2 separate regions of the Mus musculus genome follow, and region 2 is linked to region 1. Evidence: chromatin contacts called from public promoter capture Hi-C data. All regions are on one chromosome and are shown on one strand. The core of a region is the stretch at or near the end of the contact, and the rest is flanking DNA. Distances in the headings are between cores, read along the strand shown.

Region 1 (5,948 bases), core at 1,409-3,908:
TCATTGTCACATTAAAGTATAGAACTCACTCTAGACCAGGCTGGCCTTGAACTCAGAGATCTACCTGCCTTTTCCTCCAAAGTTCTGAGATTAAAATCATTCGCCACCACCATCCAGTTTTTTGTTTCTTTGTTTGTTTGTTTTTAAGATAGGGTGTCAAGCCGGTTGACTCTAATGGTACATGCATTAATCTCAGCACTAAGGAGGCAAAACAGGCAGATCTCTGTGAGTTTGAGGACAGCGTTGTCTAAGTGGGTTCCAGGACAGCCAGGGCTACACAGAGAAACACTGTCTCGAAAAACAAACAGAAAGGGTATGTTGTCACTATGTAGCCCTGACTGGCCAGGAACTCCTGCCTGGGCTTTCCCGAATGCTGGGATAAAGGAGTGTTCCACCCTACCCAACACCAAGGTCTAGTCTTTGTTACTTTCTTGATTTTTCCCATTGAAATAACAACTTAGTCTCACATCCAAGAGTGAAAAACTATCACTTGAGATCTGCCCAAGAGAAAGGCTGAGTGCTTTGGCTTATAAAAAGTTGAGGCATTTACAAGTTTCCAAACCCTTTTCAAATATGGAGGAGCTCCACTAGAGAAGGTGGCAGCTAATCTTATCTTTGGTTTTGTGGTTTTTTGATATTGTTGTTTGTTTTGAGACAGGGTCTCACTATAGTAACTCTGCTAGCCTGAAACTCCATACGTAGACTAGGCTGACCTCGAACTCACAGAAATCTGCCTCTGGTTTTGTTTATACTGGTGTTATGAATCTTGGGTTTTGGAATATCAATGACAAAGTGTCACAGGAAGCCTTCCAAAACTGAGAAGCAAGGTTACTCACTTGTCTTGACTTATTTCTGTCTATTCCCACCACCACCACCCCCTCAGATCATGTAATAGGCAGACATCATTCTGTCTGATCTGGTCATTTGAATGGACTTTTATTTGCCTTTTCTGCTGGCCAGTTTTATGTCAGCTTAATATATGAATGAGTGAGTCATTTGGGAAAGGGGACTCTCAACTGAGAAAATACCCCTGTAAGATCCACCACTAGGCAAGTCTATGTAGTGCGTTTTCTTAGTGGAAGGGTCCAGCCTATTGAAGATAGTGCCACCGCTGGGCTGGTGATCCTGGGTGCTATAAGAAAGCAGATTGAGTAAGCCAGTAAGCAGCACTCCTCTATGGCTTCTGCATCAGCTCTTGTCTTGACGTTCCGGCCTTGCCTGAGTAGCTGCCCTGTCTCCTTCAGTGATGAACTTTTTATTATCTGAAGTGTAGCCTGGAATAAACCGTTTCTTCTCCCAGTTGCCTTTGGCTACTGTGTTTCATCGGGGCAATAGAAACCTTGTCTAAAACACTCCTGTCATCAAGAAAGTTCTTAAGCACACCAATTATGGATAAACTTGACATACTGGCAGGTTTTGTGTGTCAACTTGAAACAATCAAGAGTCATTAAAGAGAAAGGAGCCTCAGTTGAAGAAATGCTTTCATGAGATCTAGCTGAAGGGCACTTTCTCAATTAGTGTGATTGATGGGGGAGAGTCCATGTAGTCTCCCCTCCCGCCAGCCTTAATGGTTCCACTGTTTACACCTGGATGGAGCTTGCTGCTCAATTGTTCTGCCACACCCACTGCTAGAACCTGCTGCTTTGCTGTTCGGAGCCATACACGTGGTCACCCTGCTACTGGTCCCCAGGACTATTTGGCAGGAATCGGCTCCCCCCTTCCCCTCCTTCATAACTGCGTGTTGATATAGTAAAATTGAGCTTTGATCAGAGTTGGTTTTGACTTGGCTCCGTTCTTTCTTCTGTCTGTTTAGTTCCTCTCTTTCAGCCCGAGCTGCCATCTCAGTTGAACCATTCCTCTCGAGCTGCTGGTTGGCCCGCAACAAGTCCAGCCTATTGTGGGTGATGCCACCCCTGGGTTGGTGGCCCTGGATTCTATAAGAAAGCTGGCTGAGCAAGCCATGGGAAGCAAGCCAGTAAGCAGCACCCCTCCATGGCCTCTGTATCAGCTCATACCTCCAGGTTCCAGCCCCGATTGAATTCCTGTCCTGACTTCCTCCAATGATGGATTATGATCTGGAAATCCTAGCCAAATAAACACTTTTCTCCCCAACTTGCTTTTTGGTCATGGTGTGCCATTACAGAAGTAGTAACCCTGCTATAATGTCACTGACAGTCCTCTGTGTGCACATTATGACTTCTTTGATGAGCTAGTGAGAGGGGAGTGCAGAGACAGCCTAGGAGGGAAGAAGGAATAAATGTGAAAGGGAGGGGAGGAGATGGGTGGGTCAGCCTAGTAGGGAGGAAGGGAAACAACCAAAATAATCAGGAGAAAATGCTGACACACTCCATAAGCCCCCTCATACTCCCTAGAGAGTTAAGAAACCACCCAGATTTAGTGCCTCCAGCAAACCTGCCTATTAGACCCAGTTCTTGCTGGTGGCCCTGTCTGGAGTTCCTTTTCGCTACTCCATACATGGCAGAGGCTGGACAACAGAAGTGATTCTGGTCTGGGGAAAGTCAGGAAGGAAGAGGTGTGGATGAGGAAGAAATGGGAGTAGATGCAAAACAGATCTAAGGCGTTGCGCAGAGCCCAGTGAACAATCCTGTTTCCCCTCAGACAGATGAGAAAACTGAACCCAAGCCAATCATCTGGCGGAGCCGGCGATGACCTCAGTATGCTGGCCTACCCAGAGGCAACAGTTGAGGAGAGCCTCCCCAGACTGTAGGAGGGGGTGCCGTCCCCAGGTCCCTGAAGGAAGTCTGAGGCGGGGGCAGTGAAAACAAGAACAAAATGTTCAGAACAAGGCTGTGAGAGAGGGCTCCCAAAGAGGAGTGAGCACCTTAGGAGATAGGAGAGGTGGGCAAGGGAGAAAGAAGATCTGAAAGCACCATATGCTGTTTGGCTGAATAGACATCTGGGGATCTAGTTTGTGGGCTGGTGAGAGGATAAGGCACGAAGGGCATGTGCTGCCATGTCTGAAGACCTCAGGTAGATCCTAGGACCCAGATCCTGAAAGCACACGAACAACTCCTGAAAGTTGTTCTCTCCCATATATGCACACACTTCTGTGCTCCTGTATATACATGCACTCGAACACACCTACACACACACACACACACACCTACACACACACACCTACACACACACACACACACACACACACACACACACACATTAAAAAAACCAATTTTTGGGGCTGGTGAGATGGCTCAGTGGGTAAGAGCACCAACTGCTCTTCCAAAGGTCCTGAGTTTAAATCCCAGCAACCACATGGTGGCTTACAACAACCATCCGTAATGAGATCTGACGCCCTCTTCTGGAGTATCTGAAGACAGCTACAGTGTACACACATATAATAAATAAAGAAACAAATCTTTAAAAAAACCTTTTTTTGAGTCATGGTCTCTCATCATTATGTTGACCTGGGTGTCCTGGGACCATATTGAAGTCCATGTTGGCCTCAAGCCCACCAAGGTCCACCTGCCTCTGCCTGCAGAGTTCTAGGTCCTGGGCCACCATACCCAATTCTAAGGGTTGTTTGTTTGTCTGTTTTTTGTTTTTTGTTTTTTGTTTTTTTGAGACAGGATTTCTCTGTGTAGCCCTGGCTGTCCTGGAACTCACTCTGTAGACCAGACTGTCCTTGAACTCAGAAATCCGCCTGCCTCTGCCTCCCAAGTGCTGAGACTGAAGGCATGGGCCACCACTGCCTGACTCTAAGGCATTTTTTAGTCCATTTTGTCTTGAGCCTTTGATCCCAGCACTGATGAAGTGATGCAGGTGGATTTTGGAGGGTTTGGGGACATTGTGGGTGGTCTACATGTTTAGGGAGTCCCAGGCAAGGCTAATCAGCATTATATATAGTGTGACCCTATCTTAACAACAAAACAAACAAATATCCAAACAAATATCCAGTTTATGCCTGTACTCCATAACAGAACTCTGTCTCAGTTAAAAAAAAAAAAACCAAAAAAAAAAAAAAAACAAAATTACTAAAAATACAAAAATCCAGTTTTAAGCTAGTTTCATTACTTTCTGGTAACCCCCTTTCTTCTTTCTTCCTGGTTACCCCTCTTTTTCATTTGTTTTCAAGGCCCAAGGTTTTATCTCCAGGTTTGGGAGCGTCAAGTTCGTTGTTTTATTATACTACCAATGTGTCGTTTGGTTACTTCAAGTCAGTTGCTATGAGTTTTTTGTTTGTTTATTTCAATGTTTTTTGTTGTTACTTTTTAAAAAATTTGCATGTATGGGTGTTTTGTTTGTGTGTTAGCCTGTGTACCTGGTGTGTACCTAGTACCTGGCAAGGCCAGAAAAGGGTTTCATAGTCTGTTGAACTGGGGTTACAGACGGTTGTGAGCCACCGTGTGGGTGCTGGGAATTGAATCCAGGACCTTAGTTAACCACTGAATCATTTCTCGGGCCCCTTCAGAAACTTTTAAAAATTTTATCTATTTATTATATATGAGTACACTGTAGCTGTCTTCAAACACTCCATAAGAGGGCGTCAGATCTCATTACAGATGGTTGTGAGCCACCATGAGGTTGCTGGAATTTGAACTCAGGACCTTCGGAGGAGCAGTCAGTGCTCTTAACCACTGAGCCATCTCTCCAGCCCCCCCACCCCTTTTTTAAGGATAATTTTGCCTCTCCTTTTTCAGAGCTCAGGACTGAATCCTCGTTAGGCACGGAATCTACCAGTGAGCTAAATCCCCATCCCTTGGTTATCTAAAGTCAGAATTAGCAGCAATGACCAGCAATGAGTGAATGGTATCTAGGGAGTGTGTGTGTCCCAAGTGAGCATCATGTGTGTGACTGTGCATCATGTGTGTGTGAGTGCAAGTATGCTGTGACACAGAGTGTGTCTCCTTCTAGTCTATTCCAGGGATCGATATCAGATCATGTGGCTCCTACCCACTGAGTCATCTCACTGTGGCATGTCTCTTTGTCATCTTAAAATTCCATATTCCTAACGAGATATAGCCAACTGGAAGCCATGGTGAGCCAGAAGAATCACAATGAATTTAAAGTTAGTCTGGGCTACAACAGAGAAATCCCCATTATATTAGAGACGTGACTCTGCATCTGGTCGTAGGCTTCCCAGTAGCATTTATGGTAGTGAGCAGAAGGGGGCACTAGGATTTCCTAAGCGTTCGGGGTTTCTGGGAGTGGGAAGCAGGGGAGCTATCTTTGATTTCCTTCTTAGACGATTAAACCACAGGTTTCTGGTAATAAACTACCAGGGTTTGGAGATGTGCATCTCATCCCAGATGTGTACCTGTGCATCTGGACCTCATACATGTGTGTGATGGGTAATCCTCACACACAGACCCACCGGAAACCCTCCCTGCCCAGAAACAGAATCAACTCCAGTAACCTGTACTGCAGTCTTGCTTGGTGACTTAGAAGCCTGGTTCACCTTGACGAGGCTGCTTCTCTGGGGCAACCATCGTCTTCTTGCACCTGGAAATCTGAACAGATTGCTGGTGTGAGGTTACAACAGGAATAAGCTTTTTGTTGTTGTTGTCTCTTTTGAGACTAATTTTATTGCTGAGCCCAGGTTAGCCTGGCACTCAGGACCCTCCTGCCTCAGCTTTCCAAGTGCTAGAATTACTGTCACATGCCACCACACCCCATGTAAGCCTAGACTGCTCTGAGGTTCTCTCTGGCCCTGGGGAAGAAATCTTTGGACATCAGATCATCCTTCCATCCCACACTGGCTGGCTCTCTGTCTGGGAAAGAACATTTTCCAGTAAAACGAACCCTCCATTGGATGGACTGGCCAATGTAACTATGGCTTAATAGAGGCAACGTCTATTTGAGTCACTCAGGAAATGTTTCATTTAAAGAGAGTACCACTGAGGATGGGTGAAACGCAAAGAGAGAAAAAGGAGGCAGAGATGGGAGTTGGCCCGAAAGCTGGCTTTATTCCTTTGTTTATTGGCCTATAA
Region 2 (5,878 bases), core at 1,129-3,628, 290 kb before region 1:
TATCAAATTGTTGTGCTACTGTTGATAATCTCCATATTTACCACCTTCGTGAACGCCTTTTGTCTTGATAATTAAAAACATATAAATGATGACAGGAGAGCCCATCACTGCTTCAGTCAACAGGCTTAACATGTTCCCACATTTTTTTTGAGATTTTGGGGGTCAAGGTCTCTCTATGTAGCCATGGCTAGCCTAGAACTTCCCTATATAGACCAGGCTGGCCTCCAACCCACAACTGCCTCTGCCTCTCAGATGCTGGGATTAACGGTGTATGCCAGCATCTCCAGCCTTTCTTCCTTCCTTCCTTCCTTTCTTTCTTTCTTTCTTTCTTTCTTTCTTTCTTTCTGTCTGTCTGTCTGTCTGTCTATCTAAGGCAGAGTCTTGGGTGTCCAAGATACGCCCCAAAGTTTCTATGCAGTCAAGATTGACCTTGAACTTTTTCTGGTCCTCCAGCCTCCACATCCAGGCCTAGGCCACTAGGCCTGCTTATAGGAAGGAGTGCTAGCAGCTGAACACAGGGCTTCTTAATACTGGGCAATCACCCCACCATTACATTTGCCATTCACAGTGTTTTTACTTTTAAAAATTACATTATTGTGTGTGTTCGTGTGTGTACACACCCATGTTTGGGTACCAAGGTGCCTGGGCAGAGGCTGGAGGAGGAGTCATCTGGTGTAGTGGCAGGTCCCTCTACCTTCTGAGCCACTTTGCTGGCCCACTTCGTAGTTTCAGTGTGCGTTATTCAAAGTAACAAGAATGATAAAATACTCGAGCTCAGCACTGTAACAGCATCTGTAACTCTTGTTAAGGGTTGCACACTGTGTTTATGAGGAAATCTTGAACAGAACCATGGTGCCATAGATATGAAAAGCAGTGGAGAATCTATGAATTATGAATGCGTACAACCACCACCATTCTTTCAGGAGCCTCTCTGGTGTGCAACTTAGGCATGTTACTTGCAAAGCACCGTGATAAAATGTCCACGGAAGGTAATACGTGAGGCTCAGCCTTTTGGAATGGGTTAGGGGAGGGCAGACACCCTCTGATGGTTGGTGCATGTTACCTAAAGGCAGGGAACACATGGTTATTTCTGGGAAGGACTTTGCATAAAGCTGTTCTCTGGGAATTTGCTGGTATGTTTGTTTGTTTGTTTGTTTGTAGACAGGGTTTTCTCCTTAGCCCTGGCTGTCCTGGAGTTCACTCTGTAAACCAGGCTGGCCTCAAACTCGCAGAGATCCCCATGCCTCTGCCTCCTGAGTGCTGGCATTGAAGCCTTGTGGCACTCTACTGAGCATTTTTTTCCCCTTGTATCTTGTTTTGACTTTAATGGTTGGCCTTAGAGAAACATTGTCTCCTTTGGCGTGCTTTTCAAACTGAGAAAATCAGTCAGCCATTCTTTTTGTATCATTGCTAGCATATACTATTTGTAATATATGTATTTCCATAGGTGTATGTACTGTTCTTAAATCATTTGGTAATATTCCCTCCTCCCCTTATCCTTTGTCTTTCTCTGTCCCTCCAAGTCTCCCTTTTATTTTTATATCATTTTTTATATCATATTTTGGTTCTTCACACATTTGCATGTTGTCCTTGCATAGGGGCCAATCTCAGTCACATAAGTACATAAACTACAGAAGTGAGATAAGTGATCTTTTTTTTCCTACTATGCCTCTATTAAATATATTGTATGACTTTTCTTAGGTAGACATGGACACCTATTTATTCACCCCAGGTAGGGTACTGATGACAGACCAAAGAATTGATTCAATCTGATCCAACTGTAACTTAACCAGAATATGGATAGGGAATGACTTATCTGCCTACGGGTGACTCAAAGGCAGCAGCTTCGTCATCAAAAGAAGCTCATAGGGGTGGGTGAGATTCATCGTTGGAGTTCCCTCCACAACTTGCAGGCAGGTCCCTCACTCAGCTCACCACCCTCTACCCTCACCCCAACCCCTGCCAGCAGTTGCTTAACCTACCTCAGGGAGCTTCCTTGGCCTCCTCTTGGCAAGCTTGCAGCCCCCTCTCTCCTTCCAGAAAGGAATGCCTCAAGCTGGAAGAAACAGCTGCGCTGCACAGAGCCAGGGGAATTTACCCTACAGCGAGTGCTCCTGGATGATCAGACAGGGCTCACTTACAGGATTTGAGAGGCAGAAACTAAATCTAGTCACAGAAACTGAGAAGCCAAGGGCTGGAGGAAAAATCAGTGCCTGGAATTTATGATACAAACAGTACATCAATTCCCCTGGCGAGAGAAACCGGGTTTGTCTGTGCCAGTGAGATCCAGAAGAGCTGGCAGGGCACAGGGTGATGATTAAGTCTGGGTTCTACAGCAAGTTGGCATTGGTGCCAGGGGGAGGAGTGCTTTGTTTACTGGTCAGGCAGTGCCACAGAAAAGAGTGGGTGTTCAATGACCACTAGCTGTACTAGGGCAGACAGGCCAGGAAGGCAGTGCCATGAACTTTCCGAATGAGTTCCCTTTTTAACGTGTTTGTTTTCTTCACCAACCAAAAGCATGGCTGCTCTGGACCCTGCCCACCCCAACTCCCCACCCAGCTCTCCCTACTGCAGATCATGGGCATGGCTCAACCTCACCCTGTTTATTGAATAGCTGAGCCTTACTATTTGAGACAAGGGGTTACTCTGTTTTCCATTTCAAAAATTGTAGGTTACCATGGGTAACAAGCAAGTCCAAGGCTAGCTTATGCTACCTGGTCTCAGAAAGATAAAGAAAGCATATGCTACGCTTTCTTATTTGTAGGCTTCTTGACTATACCACCCTTATTATATAAGGGTATCATACATCATTTATGTTTGTTTATGACAGGATATTATATAGCTCAGGTTGGCCTCAAATTTCTATCTTCCTGCCTCAGTCCACAATGTTGAGATGACTAGTATGTGCCACCGTGTCCTCCCAATTCTTGGGGGGGTTTTGTTTTTGTTTTTCAGCCTCTTCTTTTTTTAAGATTGATTGATTGATTTCATGTATGTGAGTACACTGTCACTGTCTTCAGACACACCAGAGGAGGACACCAGCTCCCCAATACAGATGTTTGTGTCTTCAGACACACCAGAAGAGGACACCTGCTCCCCATTACAGATGTTTGTGAGCCACCATGTGGTTGCTGGAAATTGAACTCAGGACCTCTGGAAGAGCGGTCAGTGCTCTTAACAGCTGAGCCATCTCTCCAGCCCCTAATTCTTGTTTTATTCTAAAGGAAGTACATATCTATTAAGTTTATAGCAATATAGATGTAAACAAAAAAAGTCCTCTAAAATTTGGTAAAAATTAAGTTTTATTGGTGATATTGCTAGTAATTAAAAACAGGTTTAGTAACAGGCATCTTTATCAGATGAGCTGTAGTGAGTATTTAGGAATTTTGGTGTCTTTGAAAAACACAGAAATAGGGGCTGGAGAGATGGTGCAGAGGTTAAGAGTACGACTCTTCCAGAGGTCCTGAGTTCAATTCCCAGCGAACACATGGTGGCTCACAACCATCTGTAATGAGATCTAGTGCCCTCTTCTGGTACACCAGTATACATGCAGGGAGAACACTGTATTTGTAAATAAATACATTTTTTTTAAAAAAGAAAAGAAGGGAGGGATGGAGGGAGGGAGGGAGGAGGAAGGAAGGAAGGAAGGAAGGAAGGAAGGAAGGAAGGAAGGAAGGAAGGAAGGAAGGGAGAGAAATATTATGAGTATGTATTCACTTTGATCCCAGGTATGGGACATGGGGCTGCTTCAGGTTGTTCACAGCGGCTGAATGTGATTTGCCCAGTCCTCTAGCAGGGGTGTGATTTTGCCAGAGGCAAACACTTTCTTCAGTTATGTGACATTTGGAATTCTCGGGACTTTTCAGAAGGTATATAGATGCTAGGACCCAAAGACAGTGGGGAGTTGGTTGTTGAGTTGGTAGTTAGGGTGGGTTATTGATTGGTGGTTAGTTGCTGTTTGTTGTTGTTGATTGAGGTTTATTACATAGTGGTGCACAAAGAGGAAACAATAAAAAAATTAGATATCCTGACAGTGAAGATCAAACTTGCCCCAAGAAACTCAACAGTCCTAATCAGCAGGAAATAATCTAATAATAAAGTCACCCCCTTTCCTTTCTCTCCTTTTTTTTTTTCTCTTCTATCTAAAGTTAGGGGTTGAAAGGGTGGAGAAGGGTGAAAGAAAGAAGAACCCACAGAGTAGCTAATGCTGGTGACACGGTTATCTCACTTGCCCTGGTTTTACTTTTGACAAGACCATTTTAACAATGCCCAATACTAGTTGAAATCATGTCCAATATCATCCTAGCATAAAGGGCAAAAACTCAAGAGTTCAAGATGAATCAAGAGAAAAGGGAGGGACTATGTCCCGGCGGGAGCGGGCAGAGTCGGTGAATGTATGTCCGTTGCTCCGGATATGGCTTCGGCGGGGGGGGGGGGGGGGGGGGGGGCGGCACCGCTAGTGGCAAGTCAACAGTGTGTGAGAAGATCATGGAGCTGCTGGGACAGAACGAAGTGGACCGCCGGCAGCGCAAGTTGGTCATCCTGAGCCAGGATTGCTTCTACAAGGTTCTGACGGCCGAGCAGAAGGCCAAGGCTTTGAAGGGACAGTACAATTTTGACCACCCAGATGCTTTTGATAATGATCTGATGCACAAGACCCTGAAAAACATTGTTGAAGGCAAAACTGTCGAGGTCCCTACCTATGATTTTGTGACCCACTCAAGGTTACCAGAGACCACTGTGGTCTACCCAGCTGATGTGGTTCTGTTCGAGGGCATCTTGGTATTCTACACCCGGGAGATCCGGGACATGTTCCACCTGCGCCTCTTTGTGGACACAGACTCTGATGTTAGGCTGTCTCGAAGAGTTCTCCGGGATGTGCAACGAGGAAGGGACCTGGAACAGATCCTGACTCAGTATACCGCCTTTGTGAAACCAGCCTTTGAGGAGTTCTGCCTGCCGACTAAGAAGTACGCTGACGTGATCATCCCTCGAGGAGTTGATAATATGGTGGCCATCAACCTGATCGTGCAACACATCCAGGACATCCTCAACGGGGACCTGTGCAAGCAGCACCGAGGCGGGCCCAACGGGCGCAACCACAAGAGGACCTTCCCCGAGCCAGGAGATCACCCTGGGGTGTTGGCCACTGGCAAGCGCTCACACCTGGAGTCTAGCAGCAGACCCCATTGAGGACCAGCATATGTAGGTTCCCCACAGACCCAGGATTAAGGGCCTGGGGATGACCACTGGCTCCTAAAAGCACAGTCAGGGATCCCTCTCAGTGAGTGGGACCTAGGGTGGCATCAGGACCAAAGCCTTCCTTGCACGGAGAGCAGACTCATGCTGACAGAGCATTCTGGGGTCCTCCCATTCCTCTCATTGGAAGAGGCCACAGGTCTCTGGGTCACTGTCCCAAACAGCATAGTAAGCCCATGGTACCAGCTTCCCCAGGGGATGCGGGACACAAATCATGGTGCAACAGGAAACAGCCCGGGCACTGGCTGGTCTGGTGTTGACAGTGAGCCCAAGGGAAGTGCTTCCCCGTATGGTGTGGCTTGTGTCCATGTTGCAGAAGTAAAGTTTGCAGAGATGTTAGATCCCTTGTTTGTTTTGTGGCAGGCTGTTTGTGAGCTCTGAACCTAGTTTTACAACCTACTACTGGGCTATGGTCCAGTTTAAGGAGCCTGAGGCAGGGACCCTAAGGACTACCCACATGACTCTATCTGGGGGCCTGGATCTTGGGTAGATGGGAGTGGGCCATCAGGTCTCTTGTGGCTGAAACATTGTCTCCCAATTCTGCAGGCAGCCTTGAACCAGGGGGCTGCCTGTGTACAAGTCACTTGGGTACAGTTCATGGCTAGCATGCCAGGCAGGC

The links. Capture Hi-C pulls out chosen DNA fragments and counts their contacts.
Region 2: a contact with region 1 is called in a promoter capture Hi-C map of adipose tissue. The contact joins two enhancer-like sites. A contact is called at or near these places in 1 of 39 promoter capture datasets (pre-B cells), 9 of 484 Hi-C or Micro-C datasets (the Ba/F3 cell line, the C2C12 cell line, bone marrow-derived macrophages and 4 more), 2 of 115 datasets of contacts at active chromatin or transcription factors (bone marrow-derived dendritic cells and embryonic stem cells) and 2 of 9 other capture datasets (adipose tissue and embryonic stem cells).

Annotation. Positions count from the first base shown.
Region 1 is chr6:122,505,366-122,511,313 of GRCm38.p6, reverse strand. No RefSeq gene overlaps it. Among named protein-coding and RNA genes, the nearest start is that of Mfap5, 5.2 kb to the left of the region's middle. Within about 2 kb of position 2,658, at least 22 of the 459 cell types and tissues checked have an H3K27ac peak or open chromatin away from gene starts, as enhancers often do. A contact at or near this core is called in adipose tissue, where this site is marked.
Region 2 is chr6:122,791,896-122,797,773 of GRCm38.p6, reverse strand. It overlaps a transcript of Slc2a3 not described here and the pseudogene Gm4482. Among named protein-coding and RNA genes, the nearest start is that of Foxj2, 25 kb to the left of the region's middle. Within about 2 kb of position 2,378, at least 60 of the 459 cell types and tissues checked have an H3K27ac peak or open chromatin away from gene starts, as enhancers often do. A contact at or near this core is called in adipose tissue, where this site is marked.